Linked DNA regions of Mus musculus: region 1 is linked to region 2. A link is a contact called in public HiChIP or PLAC-seq data. All regions are on one chromosome and are shown on one strand. The core of a region is the stretch at or near the end of the contact, and the rest is flanking DNA. Distances in the headings are between cores, read along the strand shown. Region 1 has its middle 29 kb from the start of Lacc1. Region 2 has its middle 13 kb from the start of Gm4285.

The links. HiChIP or PLAC-seq counts read pairs in DNA pulled down with a chosen protein or histone mark.
Region 1: a contact with region 2 is called in an H3K27ac HiChIP or PLAC-seq map of the NIH/3T3 cell line, with 5 times the contacts expected there. The contact joins two enhancer-like sites. A contact is called at or near these places in 9 of 39 promoter capture datasets (the 3T3-L1 cell line, cranial neural crest, hippocampal neurons and 4 more), 1 of 484 Hi-C or Micro-C datasets (cortical neurons), 6 of 115 datasets of contacts at active chromatin or transcription factors (the NIH/3T3 cell line, astrocytes, differentiating embryonic stem cells and 3 more) and 2 of 9 other capture datasets (adipose tissue and liver).

What each region holds. Positions count from the first base shown.
Region 1 is chr14:77,004,008-77,011,737 of GRCm38.p6, reverse strand. No RefSeq gene overlaps it. Among named protein-coding and RNA genes, the nearest start is that of Lacc1, 29 kb to the left of the region's middle. Within about 2 kb of position 3,292, at least 11 of the 459 cell types and tissues checked have an H3K27ac peak or open chromatin away from gene starts, as enhancers often do. A contact at or near this core is called in the NIH/3T3 cell line, where this site is marked.
Region 2 is chr14:75,828,894-75,835,925 of GRCm38.p6, reverse strand. No RefSeq gene overlaps it. Among named protein-coding and RNA genes, the nearest start is that of Gm4285, 13 kb to the left of the region's middle. Within about 2 kb of position 1,530, at least 407 of the 459 cell types and tissues checked have an H3K27ac peak or open chromatin away from gene starts, as enhancers often do. A contact at or near this core is called in the NIH/3T3 cell line, where this site is marked.

The DNA.
Region 1 (7,730 bases), core at 2,043-4,542, 1.2 Mb before region 2:
CTTTTAAAAATATATTTAATTTGAGTTTTACAGTTTCCGAGGATTGAATTCATGACCACCATGGTGGGAGACCATGAGGCAGAGAGAACTAACAGGGAATGGGGTGGGCATTGGCACACTTCCTTCAACAAGAACACATATCCTAATCCCTCCCAAACAGTTCCACCTCCTGGGGACCAAACGTCTGAATGTACATGCCTATGGAAGTCACTCTTGTTCAAATCTCCACAGTTAAAATGTATGGTGATGCTCTGCTTGGCTTTTCTCAAAGATGTTGGAACCCAGCTAACTTTGTAGGCCTCCTCTCTAAGAAGCTTCTATTGCAGAATTGGGAGTCTGTAAATTCTATCAGAACACCACACACCTTCTCCAACTCATGGGAGTGGTTTTCTGACACCAGGTCCTAGTACTGACAGGAGACACACACACACACACACACAAACACCCATCCCTAACTCAGACGTGATGTTCACTGATGACCAATCGCAAATGGAAAATCAGTTCTTGCTAATGAATCACAGTGGAATCACCCATAAGGCCAGCCACCATGCCCAGCTGTAGCTGGCCAACACAAAACAAAGGAATTGGCATTGTTGGGGGTTCTTTGTCTCAGAAGGTTTTAACAAGGCTGGGGCATTGTTTGTTTTATTACCTTGTAGGTCCTTTGCATAACATCAGAGCTTCCTGTTTTCTGTGTGCATAAACATGTGTGTCTCTGCATCTACATGTGTATCTCACGCTCTCTCTTCGGCTCTTTTCTTCTGTTTGTGTCTTTGTTTTGTCCTGTATCTGCTTTTGTATATACATATATACAATTTTGTGTGTATATATATATATATGTATATATATATATATGCGTGTGTGTGTATACATATATATGTGTGCGTGCGCGTGTGCACACACACACACACACACACACACAGAATGCATTCGGTTTGCCTATCTGGCCTCTGGTTCTTGGCCACTCAAGCAGTGTTAGGGATGGGCTCCATTGCATAGGCTTTAAGTTAAATCAGACGAGCTTTCTGCCACAATTGCACCGGTATATCTTGCAGGAGAATCAACATTGTAGATCACAGACTTGGTAGCTGGATTTGGATTTATCTTTCTCCTTTCATGGCATGCAGGGTAGCCTCCAGTACCATGAACACTAGTCTCTAAAGCTGAGAGCTCTGGGCAGGCTCCAGTGCAACTTCTTTGTGCTTGATAAGCCTTGTAGGTGTTGTCTTCAGCCCTGGTGCTCTTACCTCTCTGTCTGTTGCCTGATGATGGATTTTTCTCCTTCCACGATGTTCCCCAAACGTCAAAATACAGCCACAGTGATATCAGGAGCTAAGCCATTAGTCTAGCACCACAACTTTCTGATATTTTCTGTCTTACCCTAGGCATGATACATGGATACGTGCAGATGTTGAATGTCCATGCACTTAAATTAATTCTATCCCCAAAGCAGAATGAGACCAATTAATTTGTTCTGAATATAATTTCTCTTCAGTTAAGACAATGCTTCCCGACCTTCCTCATGCTTCAACCCTTTAATACAGTTCTCCATGTTATGGTGACCTCCCCATCATAAAATTATTTCATTGCTACTTCATACCTGTAACTTTGCTACTGCTATAAATCATAATATAAATATCTGATATGCAGGATATCTGATATACAATTTCCAAAGGGCTTACAACCCATAGTCTGAGAACAGCTTAACTCAAAACACTATAAACATGGAATTATCAAAGTGCATATTTTTCTCTTTTGGTTGTTTGTGGATTTTTCCTATGTTTTACTTAATAAAAATAATATTTACTCTTAAATCATGTTTTATCTTTCTCACTTCTCAAGTGAATGTTTCTTGTTTCTCCTGTATGGTTTGCTATCTAATTTCCCAAGAGTCATTTAATAATATTTTGGTGTTTCTTTGATTCACCACATGGCACTGGTTATTGCTGATTATAATGGGAGATCTGGCTCATTTTCTTAAAACATTATTCAGAATAGCTTTCACTTTTACCGAAAATTGCAAAGATAATAGAACGAGTCATATTAACCCCACTCCTAGTGTCTCTGAACATCTTACATTAGTTTGATTTACTTCTTGAAATTAATGAACTGGTGTTAATACACTATTATCAAATAAAATCCATACTTCAGTAAAATTAAATTTCTTTTCACCTAATGTCTTTTTTTTTGATGACCTAATATTTCAGCCTTTTCTTTGGGGACCCCATCTAGGATCCCCCACTGCATCTAATCAGAACTCCTTGTGTTGATCTTAGCTGTAACAGTTTTATGATTCCAGGATGTTGCGTGATCACCGCAGCATTGAGCTGTGTTAGTCAGGTATTTTGTTGAGTATCTCTCAATTTGGCTTCATCAACTCTTCCTCCATGGTTTAATGTACAATGCACTGAGTTGTGCTCAATCTCAGCGAGGGGTGTGGAATCCGCACAAATCGTGTGAAACCCTATCTGGGACGTTTACTATTTATCTCATCATTTATAGAACATGGTCTTTTGAGTAGGTATTGTTGGGTTATAGACATATTGGTTTATTTTTGTGGCCCCAAAGAGCCATTTGGAGCTTCTGTAGACGGATTCCCACGCATCTTTGATATAATCCCATCCTTATTCCTTTTGAACTACAGAGCTATAAATCACTTTATTTACTAGGATTACCTGATACTTTTTAATGCATCACCATGATTCAATTTTTAAAAACGTTGAGTGTCTATTGAAAGCAGGGCCTTGGATTAGAAATATTTTTTAAATCTCTTATGGTGTCTCTTCAGATTTAAGAACAGGTGTGTCCTTTTCAGTGGAGAATCGTTTCAGTGACACCGAGGCCCACACAGTTTACTCCAGCATGACCCAACTTGGGCGCTTTATTTACCTGGCTGTGTTCATAACCAGAGAATCTGCATGCAAATCTTAAGGACCCCTTCATTTTCTTCATGTCTAAGTATGCATAACAAAAGTCCAGAACTTTGGGAGTTGGGGGGGGGGGTGCCAGCCCTGGGTCCAGCCCCAATACTACTTAGTTTCATGACTGTAGTGACAAAATAACACAAATTACTTTTTTTTTTATGATACCTTGTAGATACTGGGTGCTGATTTTAGAAAATGCACATCATTGAGGATGTAGGTGTCTCATGGTGCCCTTAAACTGAACACAGAGATTTGACCCTCTTGGTTTGCATGATGTCATGGGGCGTGGGGGGTGGGGGAGCGTTGTGTTGAATGAGAAGGAGCCATGCTTAGCAGTTGAATAAAACATTGGGTAGACTGCCACCAGGTGGCAGAAGCACTCTGATTGGCAAGGACACTCCTAAAGGACTTGCAGGTAATTAGCCAGCTCTTCCTCTTAGTCACTGCTTCAAGTTCAGATGACAGGAACAGGTCTGAATGTACAATTGAGCTTTATAATTTCCTATCAAGACACCAGCGATCTTTCAGGTTCCCAAGCAGAAGTCTTTGAGTTATTTTTGTTACATCTGATCTTTTATTTATTGAGAGATACTGCCTGTTCTGACCGGCTCCCCCGCCCCCCCCGCCCCCTACTTCTTTGCTCCTTTCGCAAAACCTCTGATTCAGATGTACCAAGAAAAAAAAAAAAAAAAAAAAAAACTTTAAACTGAATGCAACTTTCCAAGTCTGAGTCACTGCTTGTGAATTTTTTTTTTATTTGAGACCCTTCTTTCACCTCACCCATGCTCTGCAAATAGGAGTTACTTTTATGGTTCAGGGTTGGAGGTATTGTATGCAATATATATATATATATATATATATATATATATATATATATATATATACATACATACACACACACATATATACACACACACAATAAATATATATATGCACAAAATATATATGTACTATATATATATATGCACTATATATACACACATATATACACACATATATACACACATATATACATACACACACACACACAGCCACTCTTACACCAGACTCTATCTCTTCCCTCCTAGTAGAAAAAGCCTTGTCACAACATGGAGCTCTGCTCTGTTACAGGCAATGGCTAGGCACAGTAGGGACTCATGTGCTTCTTGCAGAGGAAGTCACGAAAACATTGGTCCTGAGGTTGAGTCTGAAGGTAATTCAAACAGTTGAAATGATCATAGAGGTGGGTTGAGGGGAAATGGCGTGATCTTTCAAAGCCCGACACTGTTATTTAGGTGTATAGGGCAGTGGTTAGAAATGATATTAAAATAAAGGGGCAAGAGACCACATTATGGGGGTGGCTGAACGACATGCAAAGAAGTTAGGACTTTATCTTTTGGGCATTGTTGTAAGGTCTAGAAAGAATAATAAGAAAGATAGACTTGCATTTCAGAAAGATGCCCCCATGGTTTTATAGAGATTCATGAGAGGGGAGTAAGATCTACCGCATGGAAACCACATTGGAATGACCACAGAGCCTGGATGGGTGGCGGGGATATTTAGACCTAAAACAAAGTAAGGAAAGGGCAGAATAGCACTTGTAAGTCAGCAAAGAATCAAGTCTGATTGAGGTAAATGGCTGGGTGGCCACCAGGTTCCTGGCTAAGGTCACTGGATGAGTGGGTGGTGATCTCATTCATTAGGACAGAGGATACAGCAGCTAGGAAGATTATATTGGTGATATGAGAAGCTAAATTTATTTTGGGAGCATTTTTATCTTATGTATGCCAATCAGCTTCACATATATATATGGAAGGCATCAATAAATGATGCATTATTGAGCATTCATCCTAAAAAGTCCCAAGGCTGTTTCTTTCCCACGGGTTTCTTCTTTCTTTTCCCACAGTCTTCCCAACATGAAATTTCTGTGGCTTATTTCGTGTACCTTTTAAAGCTTTTCTCACAGGGGAGTTCCTCAGTCATTGTAAAGGTTTCAATATAAACTCTACAAGCAAAGAATCGGTCCTTAGTCTAAAGGAGCTCGGTGTCCATGGCAGAACTGTGGCTTGGTTAACTGCAGTGTTTTCATGGGACATCTGGACAATGGGGATCTATCTCCTTTTGGGTAGGAGGAGTTGGAGAGAGCTGCTGGGGAGAAGCTAGGCCTGGGTAAAACACTAACAGATGACAGCGCTGGAAACCTAAAGGATGCGCAGATGATCAGCATTAGGAAATGTGCAGCTGAAAATGCCCTGCCTCTGTGTATTCAGCCGTGGCCCGTCTTTGCAGTCTTTTCTTTTGAGGCGGTGTCTAGAGAAACCTTTCTATCCCTGGCTTGTTGATCATGAGTAGCTTTGAACTCGTGATCTTCCAGCTTCAGCCTTCAAATTACTATATGCCACCGTGTCCAGGCAGCCTTGAGCCATCCAGATCAGCCTTTGGGTCCGCTCTCAGAATGACTGTTCATTTGACAGGTCATATGACTCTTATTCCTGTCCTCCTTTACCCACCCTGTACTCACGATCCATTTGGTGGTGGGTTTTAAATGCCAATTTGTATCTTATTCTCAGCTTAGCTATTCTGGACTCACTCCTAAAAACTCTTTGTAAATTTTACCACTTCCAAACCTCCCTAGCTTCCATTTTGGTCATGCCCCATTGGCCTGGGAGGTCCTCATGCGACCTTGTGAGGCAGTATTCCTAAAAGAAACTAACTGTATAGTAACAAGGTATTTCTATAATATGTTCTGAGGAGTTTTTATAGACTAAATAAACTCCTGATATTGAAAATCCATGGTGACACCGGAATGAGTAGCAATGCTCCCAGCAAATAAATATTCAATAAATCTTACGGAATGAGGGAATTTTACATAATAACCTGTGAATAATCCTGGCTGCAGCGACTTTGTTGTCTGTCTTGCATACACACTTCTTACTGCCAGAGCAATGAGGACAGCAGGAGTGGTTGACAGGGGGAGGCAGTCTGCTGGCCCCATGATTCTACAGATGATTTCCTCTGTTTCTCCTTTAGTCAAAACAAGTTCTGGCTCCCTGGGGCTCTGAGGTGAGCTGAGGGTCAGAGCATTGGAAGAGCCAACCCTTCTCTCAGGGGCTCCCAGCTCGGGATCTTACTTTGTGTTTTCGGAGGAGCCGGTGTTCACTTCTGCTATCTGTTTAGAAGAACTCCGATGCTTTCAAAACAGTTTGTCCTTTAAAACAGATAGGCATTCCCTCTATAATTTGTTTACACTGCTCATGAATAAATTACCAGTGCCACTGATATAGACTCATAGACTCAAGCTTAACTAGCCTTACTGTGGCAGTTGATCATAAATTAGCAGTGTCTACTTAATGCGATTTTATTATCTACATAGACATGTGTCTTCACGGTATATGCCTATGAACTGAGAATCACTGCAATTTAGTGTTAGAAGGAAGCAAAAACAATTCGGCAGGCTGGGGTTGTAGCTCAGTTGGCAGAGTGTTTGTTTAGCATGCACGGAGCCTTGGCGTCAATCCACTGCACCACATAAAATGAGCATGGATGATCATACAAACATGCAATTCAGCACTAGGGAAATGGAAGCAGAGAGGTCAAAAGTTCAAGGTCAGCCTGGGACACATAAGAAGACCATGTCTTCAAAAAACAAAACAAAACAAAGAATAATTCTGCATGAACCTTACACTGTGCAGGTGAAGCAACGAACAAGTAGGAAATTGTTCTTTTTCTTCTACTCAAGAGACTAGCTCTATTTTAAACACAACTCCAAGTCTCATTTAGAGAGATGATTTGCTGCGATTCTACGCTCTGTCGAGCACGCTGCCTGTTACCTAACGTTGCTGCTGTGTCTTCTCAGCTCACTTGAGTCAACAGACACCCTGAAGACAGCTGTGTTTTATTTATCTTTCCATTCCTCATGGAGCCTCCCTGGCTATCGAAACTAGACAGTACTGGATTGGGCTTGGGCATTAAGCTGCAGGCAGCTCTGATCCTATACTGAACAGAAGGAAGCAGACACCAGATGCTAGGTCTCCAGGGTCTTGAAAAGCGTCCTTCTGCTATGTTTTCACTGGTTAGCCTTGCTTAGAGCCCTTGTCCTCCCTTTCTTTACCAGAGAGATAGAAAGATGAGGTACTGTGCCTCAGCCTTTCTTCTCTATTGTTTCCCTAACCCAAGCCACAACTTCTTGAACTAGGCTGGATTTTTGCTGCCGTTGGCTTACACACTTGACTCTGTGTCTCTCAGTTCAGCCCTCTTGACTTTTGGTATTTTGTGGCAAATTAACTCAGACCACCTGCCGTAACAACACTGAGAGTTGAACTTCTTTCTTCCTTGATACTTTTGACCTAAATAAGCGGGGGTTAAATTATTACAAATTTGGACATCAGTGATTCATTTGGCAAATATTTATTGATCACTTAATGTGTAGCACAGTAGAATCTGTTCTGTCTGGTGAAGATATGAAGTAAGAAATAAAACCAAGTTGTGCTTTCGTGGAGTATACATTTGGGTGGAAAATGGATGGGGTAAATGTGAATGAACAGATATGCACTGTGTAGACACCACCAAAGGGCAAACGCTGTGAAGAAACAGAAAGGGAGAAAAGGACATAGAGAATCAGAGGATAAAGTGGTAGTCTTGAGAGGAAGACTAGAAAGGGCCTGGGTAGAGACCTTTTGAAAAATCCTCTGTACATAGGTGGCTTCTGAAGTCATATAGCAAATGAGACCATCTGGACACCGATGCAGTCATTATTGAGATGTATAATGGCGTATCGGCTCTAGGGCATTTAGAGGCAGAAGATGGTGAGGAAGATTCAGAGGGCAG
Region 2 (7,032 bases), core at 281-2,780:
TTTTATAGGTGTGGTAAATTAAGACATGAAGACACTGCTAAAGGTATAATCAAATGAAAAAATGTGAAAGTAAGTAAATAAATAAATAGATGGCCGGTGATGGTGACAGGTGCCTAATTTAATCCTAGCACTCAGGAGGCAGAGATAGGTGGATCTCTAGTTCCGGTCTATCCTGGTCTACAGAGAGTTCCAGGACAGCTAGGGCTATACAGAGAAACCCGGTCTCAAACAACAACAAAAAACCCAAACAAACAGAAAAACGAAGAAAAGGGAGAAAGAAGTAGGAGAGGGGAGAGAAAGAAAGGAGAGGAGACAGGAGGGGAGGGGAGGGAAGGAGAACATAATGGAGGGGAGGGAACAGGAGGGGACCGGAGAGGAGAGGGCAGAGGAGGAGAGGAGGGAGAGGGGAAAGAAAAGGAGGGGAGCGGAGAGGAAAGAAAGAAGAGGCGAGAAAAAAGAAAAGAATGAACAACGCAACTACTTATTTCCACTTCTCAGAAACTGGGACCACTGGTCCTGGCCAGAGGTGCGGCAGGTGAGTTGAATTTGTCTCTGCTGAAGCTGTGCTGAGCTCTTTGCTGCTCCTTTCTTTGCGCACTAGGGGCCACTACTGCCACTTTTGGCTTTGAGGTCTGTGGCTGGGGCTGCTTTCTCAGCCTCCCAAGGCTCCCTCCCTAGCATCCCCAAGACTTCGAAGCCTGCGATGCCCAAAGCAGCTGAAGCAGCTGGCAGGGCACCCAGCTGCCTTGGGGACGAAGTAAGCAACCACAGCAGGTGGAGGTCTTCCAAGCGCAGCTCAGGCTGCTGAGAGACGCGGCTGTGGCTAGCAAGGGGCGCGCTGAAGTTTCAACTCTAGCAGTTCTATAGCAGTGACAGCAGCCAGGTGGCTTTAGATCTAGGCTAGAGGGTGACCTGATCCCACTGTGGACCGCAGGCTGCCAGACTCCAGGGTTGTTCTCAGCTAGTGAGATCAGCTCTCAGAAACCCAGGTGGGAGTTGATTTTCCGCTATGCGCTCACTTCCGGATTCCTGCCAACCTGCACTCTTGGTCTTGTCTGAGTCTCACCCTTCCACTCCCCACAACTGCCTCCCAGAGTTGCTTCTCATCCTGGGGTTATGGCGGGTTAAATTTGGGGTTCCCTGTTCTTTTCTCAGGCTCTCGGGATAGCTCAGTTACAAAACGTAGATCTTCTCTGTCGATGGCACGCAACCTCTGAGTCATACAGAGGGATCCCTGCCCGCTTCACCGAGGAGTCATTGTCTCACCAAACCTCACAGCTAGTTTTGAGGCTTGTGAGTATTGTGAGCTTGCCATGAGGGAGGCCTGTCTTCACCAGAGCCGCTGGGTTTGCCTTTAGAAGCAGCCTCCTGCCTTCCTGTTCTCCTGTGGAGCTGCGGGTATGGAGACATGGTTCCTCTTGTCTTCTCTGTGACTCGTGGGTCCTTTCTTAAGACTTAGGCACCCCTACCCATCACCACCTTCGAAAAGTTTTAATCTGCATATCTCCTCCCCTTCTTTTCCACTAACTTACAAGTGGAAAAATGCAGATCATGTGACCTGTCTCTGTCCAGTCCGGATGTGTGTGGCTCATGTCCCTGTGTTCTGTGTGGATTTCCGGCAAGGGTTTCCTGCCAGATTCAGAAGTTTAAGAAGACTCATATTGGCTCTTGGGTAGCTTGGGTTTTCTATTAGGAGGCTGCTATGTCAGGCATTGGCTCTTCCTTGATTTTGAGGTTTTGATAGCATGAGGTTAGGACGCACAGGATAAAGCAGTTTCCTGAAAGTTCGGATGGAGCTGTGCTTGAGAGGGCAACTTCTCTAATCTCCTGGCTCCCCCCCCTCCCCCCACTGTTTCCATGGCAGCGTCTGCTCTTGGATTTCCTGGCTCTGTTTCCCTCCTGTTACATGCACCTTCTTTCTTCTTAAATTTTTTTTTCTAATATTTATGTGTGTGTGTGTGTGTGTGTGTGTGTGTGTGTGTGTGTGTGTGTGTGCACATGTGAACCAGTCGTGGCGTTCTTGTGAATGTCAGGACAATTTGCGGGAGTCAGTTTCCTCTTTCCATCATGTGTGTCGCTGGGATTGAACTCAGATCAGACTTTGACCCTTACCTTTTATTGCCCGAGCCCTCCTTTCTACAGCTCCTCCAGCTTGGCTGCCCCAGCATCTTCAGTTCCACTGTGGACTCCTTGCCTCCCATGCCTCTGCCGCTGGCTGCTGGCTTCAGTGCTTCCCAGACACTCTGGGTTTCTTGGCGTTTTCCTGTTCTCAGGCCCGTGGGTGCTGTGGATTGAACATGCGTTCTCATCACTAGAGGTCACACTGAAAGCTCCAGTGTAGGAGTGTTGAGAAGTCCTGGGACCTTTAAAAGGTGTGTACATCAAATCGCACCCGCCCTCATTGTTGTGCTTTAAAAAAGACGAGGATGTGTTTAGTAGGGCACAGTATGGTGAGGTGGGAGGGGTGCCTTGGCGGGCTCATACTGAAGCATCCCTTCCTCCTGAGGTACCAGCCTAAGGAGATATATGCTATAGAATAGAGTATTTGGGGGCATGGAAAGAGGAGCTGAGAAGGGACAAAGGAGGACAGAGAGAAAGAAAAGAGAGAGAGAGAGAAGAGGAGGGGAGAGGCTGGCCAGGAACATGCAGAGAGAGGGGATGGAGGGGGAAGGGAAGAGAGGGAGAAAGGGGTCAGGGAGAGAAGAGAGACAGAAGGGGCAGAGACATGGAGGAGGAGCCAAACTGTCACTTTTGTAGAAAGCCACGCCTACCTGGCTGTTGCCAGGTAACTGAGCCTAGAAGGAATGCCAACATTCATGAACGAAATAATTCCAGTTTAGGGCACCGAAACTTCTTACTTCTTATTCTGAAGAACTGTTTTGGTTACCACGGTGTGTGTGATGTGTGTGTGTGTGTGTGTGTGTGTGTGTGTGTGTGTGTAGGACTTGGGTTTGGTTCCCATCACCCACGTGGTGCCTCACTACTGACTCCAGTTCCAACCAATCCCAGTTCTACCAGCACCACTCTCTCCACACCTCCCTGGGTACCTGGCACACAGGTGGTTAATATACATACAGGCAAAACATTTTTTGTTTTGTTTTTGTTTTTTGTTTTTTGAGACAGGGTTTCTCTGTGTAGCCCTGGCTGTCCTGGAGCTCACTCTGTAGACCAGGTTAGCCTCGAACTCAGGAATCCGCCTGCCTCTGCCTCCCGGGTACTAGGATTAAAGGCATGTGCTACCACTGCCCGGTGTCAGGCAAAACATTTATACACATAAACCTAAAAGATTTTTTTAAAGATTTGTTTAATTTATGTGAGTACACTGTCACTGTCTTCAGACATACCAGAATAGGGCATCAGATAGTTGTGAGCCACCATGTAGTTGCTGGGAATTGAACTCAGGACTTCTGGAAGAGCAGTCAGTGCTCTTAACTGCTAAGCCATCTCTCCAGCTCCCAAAAGATCTTTTTAAAAGTCTGGCACATAACAGTTTATTGTTACTTTGTGTGGTAAAGTACTTGGCAGCACTGGGCGTGATGGCACACCCCTTTAATCTCAGCACCCTGGAAGTAGAGGTAGGCATAGCCCTTGAGTTCAAGCCAACCTGGTTTATAAATTGACTTCTAGGACAAACAGGGAGTGGCATTATTAGGAGATGTGGCCCAGTTGGAGTAGGTGTGGCTATGTTGGAGGAAGTGTGTCACTGTGGAGGGTGGGGTGGACTTTAATACCCTAGCTGCCTGGAGAGCAGTCTTCTTTAGACTCAAGAAGTAGAACTCTTAGTTCCTTCTCCAGCACCGTGTCTGCCTGCATGCTGCCATGCTTCCTGCCATGATGATAATGGACTGAACCTTTAAGCCAGTCCCAATTAAATGTTGTCCTCATAAGAGTTGCCTTGGTCATGGTGTCTCTTCACAGCAATGGAAACCCTAACTAAGACAGTATGATAAAAGATACAGGAGCTGGTGAGATGGCTCAGCAGTTAAGAGCACCTACTGCTCTTCCAAAGGTCCTGAGTTCAAATCTTAGCAACCACATGGTGGCTCACAACCATCTGTAATGAGATCTGATGCCCTCTTCTGGTGTGTCTGAAGATAGCTACAGTGTACTTATATATAAATATAAACATAAATATAAATATAAATATATATATATATTTTTTTTTGGGTTTTTTTGGTTTTTTGAGACATGGTTTCTCCTACCTTCATGTCCCTGGTGCTGGGTGGAAAGTGTGTGTCATTATATATTGTTCACAGAACTTTTGAAGTATTTGTATTTTTTTCATCTTTATATGTGTGTGGCTTGTGTACATGTATAGGTGTTCACATGTATGTGGGGTTTTGTGGAGACTTAAAGTTGATGTTTTTTTTTTTTTCTACATCACACTTCACTTTGTTACAGAGGGTCTCTATTCACATATTCACAGCTCTGGCTTCCCTGACATGTAGACCTTTTTTTTTTTTTTTTAAGATTTATTTGCTGGGCAGTGGTGGCGCATGCCTTTAATCCCAGCACTTGGGAGGCAGAGGCAGGCAGATTTATTTCTGAGTTCGAGGCCAGCCTGGTCTACATGTCCTGAGTTCCAGGACAGCCAGGACTATACAGAGAAACCCTATCTCGAAAAACCAGAAAAAAAAAAGATTTGTTTATTTATTATATAAGTACACTGTAGCTGTCTTCAGACACACCAGAAGAGGGCATCAGATCTCATTACAGATGGTTGTAAACCAGCATATGGTTGCTGGGATTTGAACTCAGGACCTCTGGAAGAGCAGTCAGTGCTCTTAACCACTGAGCCATATCTCCAGCCGCTGATATGTAGACCTTAAGATGATTTGTCGTCTTAGGATTTCATTGCTGAAGAGACACCATGACCAAGTGTACTCTTATAAAGGAAAGCATTTAATTGAGGCTGGCTTACAGTTTCATGAGCATCATGGTGGGAAGCATGGTGGAATGCAGGCAGACATGGAGATAGAGAGGGACCTGAAAGTTCTACATCTTGATCCTCAGGCAGCAGAAGGGAACTTTGTGCCATACTGGGCATAATGTGGGCATAGGAGACCTTAAAGCCCATCCCCATAGTGACACACTTCCTCCAACAAGGCCACACCTTTTAATAATGCCACTGGCGATGGACCAAACATTCAAACACATGAGTCTGTGGGGGCCATAACTCAAAATCTATCTTGCCCCACCAAAAGAATTAAGGAGTTTTGTTTCACAGATGATCAAAGACTGGGCCGGGTGTTGGTGGCGCCCACTTAATCTCAGCACTTGGGAGGCAGAGGGATGCAGACATCTATGAGTTTGAGACCAGCCTGGGCTACAAAATGAGTTCTAGGACAACCAGGGCTATCCTGTCTCAAAAAAAGGATAATATCATTGAGGGGGTTGGGAAGTTGAAGCCGCAGTGGATGGATCACATACACTGAGCAAAAGTTCAGATCCCCAGAATGCAGGTAAAAGCTAAGAAGGCATGATGGCTGCCTGTAATCCCAGCACTCAGGAGACAGAAGTAGTGGGATCTCTGTGAGTTTGAAGCTAGCCTGATGTGGTGGTTTGAATAGGTATGGCCCCAGCTGTCCTGGAACTCATTATGTATACCAGACTGGCCTCGAACTCAGAAATCCTCCTGTCTCTGCCTCCCAAGTGTTGGGATTAAAGGCATTGCCACCCCTGCTGGGTCCCAAACATTTTTTTTAAAGATTTATTTATTATATGTAAGTACACTGTAGCTGTCCTCAGATACTCCAGAAAAGGGCATCAGATTTCGTTACGGATGGTTGTGAGCCATCATGTGGTTGCTGGGATTTGAGCTCGGGACCTCTGGAAGAGCAGTCGGCGCTCTTAACCACTGAGTCATCTCGCCAGCTCACCCCAAACATACTTTTTGAAAAACCGAATGAGGAAATGAATAATGAAGTCTAGGCAACTGTACCCTCCACCCACGGGTGATCTCAACATTTGAATAAACGATCGTGTGCTTGCTTTTCTTCTTCGAGTGTTTTGCTTATTATTGTTCTAATTAAAGGCAATTTTCTAAAACGCCGGTGTTTGAACCAAGGGCCTCTTGTGCAGCTGCCATGCCACGAAGCTACCCTCCAGCACGAATTCTTAATTCATTTGTTTATGTGCTCGTGTATTAATAGATTCAATTGCTAAACACTCTCTCAGCAGCAGATCTGCAGTACTGGCTGAGCTCGCCATAGCAAACACCTTTTCTTTCTCTGTATTCCGAAGCAGTGGGAATGCATAGCTGGAGTGAAGCATTAGAGAGCGCTGCAGTTGTAGTTCCGCAGTGTGTCCGGCAGATGGCGATGCCGAGATCACCGAGTGCGGTCCTCAAAGCTGAAGGTAGGAAGGATCTGATCGGTTTCCAAATGCTGGATGGAAAATCAGAGCAGAACTTGAAGAGAGGCAGAAGGATTTGGAGAGGTTTTTTTAAAAAAAGACGGATTTCTGGCAGGCACCCCCAAAGGTTCTAGTCCCGCAGGAATCAGGCGGTCTCTGGGCTCTCTTCTGAGGATGCTCCCGCAAATTAAGAGGTCTGGGACCCACTGGCGGGAATTTCTAGGTCCTACTCAGCTGACTGGGTGAGGAAGAGATGCCTCTGGTTCCACTCTGAGTCTCTTATTTATCTCTGTGACTTTTCCGTGTGTCCCCGCCCCACCGCCACTAGCAGAGCGTAGGTGATAAAGATGATGCTGTTCCGTCTGCCGCCCAAGTTTGCTTCAAGGCTGAAAGGGTATCCGGCTGTTGGCAGCGAGGATTTAAGACTGGTCTACTCTGAATCAAAGGCAGGTGTGGCTGTTTTAAGAGTTCTCTCTGTTCCTGTGGAGCGGAACACCATCCAGTCTTGTGATTTGAGAACTGGCAACAACAGGAGTTGGCGCAGGGCCATAGCTGGGCTATCTGTACTTCCGCTGCCTCCCTGCCTGCCCAGCCGCTGTCGCCACTCCTCGCCACTGCTGCACGTGGGGGTGGTTCCTACTCTTCTTTGGGGTCATCGTTACCATATTATCCAAAAGA